2 separate regions of the Anas platyrhynchos genome follow, and region 1 is linked to region 2. A link is a contact called in public Hi-C data. All regions are on one chromosome and are shown on one strand. Each heading gives the region's core, a stretch centred on a gene start, on an enhancer-like site or on the middle of the called end of the contact. The rest is flanking DNA. Distances are from core to core; before and after follow the strand shown.

Region 1 (2,700 bases), core at 100-2,599, 200 kb after region 2:
GGCTGCTTCCAGAACTGAGGAAATTTCCACCATCATCCCTTCCTCCTCACTGTACTCTCAAAGCAAACCGAGAAATTCATTGTACTCCAGTTGACCTCATTTTGCAAGGCCACCTGCACACGTATGGTCTTATATGAGCAGTTCCTTCAAGCTACACAGCAAGTTGCTCAGTTGTATAAGCAGCTGAAAGTATAAACTTTTCTATTCTCAAGACCAAGATGCCTCCACCATAGGTTAAAAAAAAATAAATAAATTACAAAGTGAACAGATTCTTACATCAAAACAAAGCTACACGTCCTTCCCTGGAACTCTGTTTGATTGTGTGGTCCCACAAGTACGTTACTGCACAAGCAGACTCAACCCTACCAGGTCTAACTAGCACAAAGACATACATGCATGTTTCTATATATATCAAACCCTCAGCGACTCCCTCTTCCTTTTTTCCTCCCTGCTGCACATTTAGGTGTAAACCAGAACCAAAAACAAGAAACCACAGCAAAAAGTATCATAAAGGATACAGTAATGCTGTAAAAACACAAACTTGGAAGGTTTTTTTTGTAAGGATTCAAAAAGAACTCCTTACCAAACATAACATCGACAAGTGGTTCAGACCCATCGTGTCTCACATCCGCAGTCACCTCGCAGTTCCTGTTGGTGGCTTGTATTTTTTTACGGCTTATACATTCAAGAAATTTTCTGAAAGATAAAGATATACTGAGTACACTGTAGGGAGAAGTTCAGCAAACACATGGAAGATATTTTAAAAACTGATTTGAACAGCTTGACATGGCAGGGTGACAGAAGCGTAAACATAATGGAATTTGTATTTAATAGTTTCAGACGTACTTTTTATGGGGATTTTTTATTAGGATTTTTATTTATTTGGATTTTTTTTTTATGAGGATTTTTTCGTTTGGATTTTTATTTGTGAAAATCCACACGGATGTTCCTTATATACTTAACACGTAGAAAGAACTTCGCAAAACTTCAAGGCGTTTCTCCCAGCTGGGTTACTAACAAGTTATGTCAATTAACTTGGGGTTAATTGAAGTAACCCCAAGGTCATTGTGCCCCCCCCCAGCTCCTCAGCGCAGGCCCAGGTCCCCCCCCCCCCGGCGCAGGCCCGAGGCCCAGGGCACACCAACGCCGCCGGGGGGCCGGGGTTGCCTGACAGCCCCCCGGCGCCCCTCACCTGGTGCTCTCCACGTTGGACTCGAAGGGGCAGAAGCGCACCACGATACTCTTCACCGGCCGCAGCACTACGTTGATCTTGGTCGCCATCTTCTCGCTGCCCCTCTACTACAACTCCCAGCAGGCCCCTCGCGGAGGAGGGCAATGGGAGGGCGGGCTGTCTGCCGCAAGGCCGCCTGGGAAATGTAGTCCGCGAGGCGCTGAGACGGCCTCTCCCCCGGGTATTCCTACGAGCCTCATTTAATGATCTGGGGTTGCTCCAGGCTGTGCTTGTCTATAGTTAAAGGAGAGAGGCCAACTGACTCTTCTTTCGCCTGTGTAATGCCCTAAATCCCTATTTAGACATGGATTTAAGTACCCAAACATAAGCAGCATAAACCTAAGGTGTGAAGGTCTACTCGAGCAGAAACCATTGCAGTCATAGCCCCAAGTCTTTGTACTGACCTGCCCCTAAGCAGTGTCTGATCTGAGATGTGCCAACAGCAGCTGGCTGCCCTACCGCAAAGGGATTACACCTTATGATTTCCACTTGTTCTGATCATATTCCCTGTTACAAACTTCTTAACTGGAGTAGATATTTTAGTATATTACAGGTGTGACAGTGATCCTCCAATAATACTAAAAAGAGGGGGAAAAAGTATATGGAAAGAGGTAATATTTTTGTTAGTCCAGTAAAGTTAGAGAAAAAAGGCAAGCTTTTGACATAAAATTGACATAAAGGATCTGCTCAGGGCGCCAGTACCACTTAAAATTGCGTACCATAAGCAGAGGTTATGGAATAAAACAGGGAAGCTATCGTATTTTATCCATTAATTTAAGAAGTAAGGTTGCTTGGGAAGTCTGTATTTATTTATGTATTTATCTATTTGTATTTATTTTACTTTTACTTCTATCCCTATTAGGTGACAGATTTTGATGTCATTCAGAAGTACTGTAGTTTATTCAATATGGTTGAGTAACTGAGGATATTAATGAGGATAAATATAACACGTAGGCAATATGACCAGGAATACGTTAGAGGAAATATTTTGGAATATATCAACCAGAAGAGATGCATTTTGTATTGGAAGTGAATACATTTTTTTTTTTCTGATGGGTTATGTAATACACAATAAATGTTTGTTCACTGTCTTTTGTAAAAACAAGGAGTTCTGTTTGAGGAACGGGAGTTGTGAAAACTCCCTGCTGAAGTAAGGAGCTGTATAATGCTTGGCTAGACACTATGAAAATTCTTTTGCTTAATGTAACAAAAAAGAGAAACCCCCCCCCCCCCCTCCCCTTCTCTCCTTCTGCATCTGTTGCCTCTTTTGTTTAAAGACACTGCTGCAAAGCTCATGTAACCATCTCCTGATAAATTGCTAACCTAGTGTATCAACATCCTGCCTTCCTGTCTCACGCTGGGCCAACATGACCAAATAAAAAAAAGAAGTTGAACCACAGTGCCAAGGAAGACTATGGCCTTCAACTTCACGACCACCAGAGGGACAGAGACGACCCCCTAGCAACAGT
Region 2 (2,700 bases), core at 129-2,628:
ATGCTTTTCAACTCTATTAATTCTACTCACAATGAATGCAAGCTACCCTGCCAAATCTGAGGAAATTAGTTGAAAAGAACAACATCAATTAAAAAAAAATATAAGTTCAAAATAAATTCCAAACAGTCTGATGTGCTATTTAAACAATGACACAATAAATAGATAAATAAATAATAACATAAAAAATAAAAACACAATTTCCTTTGACTTTAGGAATACAGTCCCAGCAGAAGAAGCATAATGCTCAGGTGGTGTCGGTAGCTCCCAGACTAGTATTGACTGGGTAATGCAATAGGACTATGCTACTGTTTGCAGTCACAGATCCAATCATCTCACTGGCCAGGTTTTAAGGTACCAGGCATGTTACAAGTAATCAGATCAGCTGTGCAGGGTTTGAACAAAAGGGGGAATATTTTCTGTTCCAGCATCTAACAGCGCCCACCGTTGTGAGCACGGGGAGATGTCTGACAGCAGTCACTGCTACTGTGCTAGCAAGCTGCTGACACACAGAAATCCCAAATATCCAAAGTCCTCAAATACCTGACAGATAAAGGGCTGAAGTGTGGGGTGTAGGGAACTAAAAATAAAGGCAACTCTAGAAAAAGAGGCACGTGGTAACCTCAAGATGCAAGCTCAACGGAGGGACTTTTTCAGAAGTTGTGTGTATGGTGTTTGTAGGGTGTATACATGTATGGTGTATAAATATAAGGCGTATGAAGATAATACACTTTTGGACAAAGATTGTGCTGCTTTCACTTTCTCCACAATACCACGCTCCTCATTACTTGCACAAGCCACTGAGATACTGCAAGGCTGGTTTATTCCCCACATTTCCAAGAATAATAATAATAATAATAATAATAATAATAATAATAATAATAATAATAATAATAATAATAATAATAATAATAATAATAATAATAATAATAATAAAATCCCCCTGCATGGAACTATCTTGTCGCTTTCATCCGTGAAATTTAACACGGAACCCCACTACCATTGCTGATAGATGGTCACGCCAGAATCTATCGCGACATGGCAGTGATCCGCGGCGCTGTGGCGCGACATGACGTCAAAGCGACATGACGTTACAGCGACATGACGTTGTGGAGCACAGGGGCTGCGTAGCAGGGACACGCAGCCCGCCTCGTCCCTCAGCCAGGCCCAGGGCCAGGTCCCCCTGCGGGGGTCCCGCAGCCCCCTGCCCGCCCTCGGGGCAGCGCTGCGGTGAGGGCGGCGCACAAGGCCCTCAGCCCCCCCCATTCCGCCCCATTCCTCTGGAACTACAATCCCCACCACGACCACGCGCCGCCTACATCACCCAGAATGCCCCGCGGCAAGCCGCCGCCGTGAACCACCCGGCGTTACCTTGGCGGGGCATGACGGGACTTGTAGTCCGCGCGCCGCCCCGCCCGCTCCCTTCTTCCTCCTCCGAAGCTCAGGTAGCGAGCCGCCAGCCCGCCTCCCCGGCACCCGGGGCGGGGCCGGGCCGGGCCGGGCTGAGGCGAGCGGGGCGGAGGCGGCGGCGAACGGGTGAGCGGGGCGGGGGGCGGCCGGCAGCGGGGGGACGGCGGCGCTGAGGCGGTTGGGGGCCCGCGGCGGTTAGTGCGGGGCGGCCGTTTGGGGTAAGGGGGTGTAGGGGAGCCGAGCCGGCACCGAGTCGTCGTGGGGTGGGGGGGGGTGGTTCTGTTTTGGAGTTGTGTAAGCGAGCACAGCGAGTGGTTTCTTTATTTATTTTTCTGTAGTTCTTAAGGAAACAGCCCGCTGTGGTGCTTAAATCCTAAAAAAACGGGGCTCAGCCGGGCTTGGCCGCCCAGGCAGAGACCTGCGGAGTGTAACCGAGTGGCAACGCGGAGCCGAAACTCTCCTAAATCCCATGACCAGCCTTAAATAGGGATTGTTCTGTTTCATGGTCTGTTAGCCCCGAACTGGATGGCCTACGTGTTTCTCCCTGAGCCTAAAACCCATTAGCTCTTACAAGGGGTTGGAGCTGCAGGAGCTTCAAACTGGAGGCAAAGCCTTTCAAGTGGTTTTGCTGCAGCCTTCTCGCCTCACCTACAGAAGGGGAGGCGAGCACCAGGCTGGGCTGGCTGCCACCAGCCTGTCCTGTGGCATGTGGCAGGGCTCCTGGGGCGCCCTCCGATCCTGTTTCACACTTAGCAGTCCAGCCCGGCAAATGTTCTCATCTTTTTATTGCGTTTTTTAATTTGCAGCTGGGGAGCAGGCTGAGCCAAACGCGGGTTCTGAACGGGGAGCAAATTTCTTATTAACGAGTTAAGGTAGTTAAGTACTTAGTACAAGAAATAGAGCGCAGCAGCTGGTTTATATTATAGGTGTCACGAGTGCGCTGTTTATTTGGAAAGTTGGTGGGGCGCGATCATGCCACTGGTTTAACGCAGTGATGCAAGCCCAGGCTGCCGGGAAGCTCAAGTAGTGCCCACCTAAACCATCCCTCCTTGTTGCAATGCTGTGAGCAAGGAGCACCGTGACTTGTCCTAAAGTATCTTACTAAATTGCTTTCTGTTTCTTCTGTGACGTGAATTGGCAGTAAGCCTCACATAGAAAGACTTAAGACCTGAAGTTGTGACCCTTGTTTGAGCATGGTGCCATTTTCACAAGTTTAGCCTTTATGAAGCATATATTAATGTGATTTTTAAACCCTGTTGTAATTCATAAGTATCTTAGATAGTTGGAGATTTT

What was found. A called contact is a pair of places that touch in the nucleus more often than the background predicts.
Region 1: a Hi-C map of subcutaneous adipose tissue shows a contact between it and region 2, with 2.1 times the contacts expected there. The contact joins the promoter of MRPL53 here to the promoter of SNX16 in region 2. A contact is called at or near these places in 3 of 8 Hi-C or Micro-C datasets (liver, skeletal muscle and subcutaneous adipose tissue).

What each region holds. Positions count from the first base shown.
Region 1 is chr2:29,657,869-29,660,568 of IASCAAS_PekinDuck_T2T, forward strand. It overlaps MRPL53 (mitochondrial ribosomal protein L53), which reads right to left and starts at 1,350. Exons shown (of 3, transcript XM_038175319.2): 1 at 1,193-1,350; 2 at 584-696. The coding sequence starts at 1,281.
Region 2 is chr2:29,454,355-29,457,054 of IASCAAS_PekinDuck_T2T, forward strand. SNX16 (sorting nexin 16) reads left to right here and starts at 1,379. Exons shown (of 8, transcript XM_027452412.3): 1 at 1,379-1,533.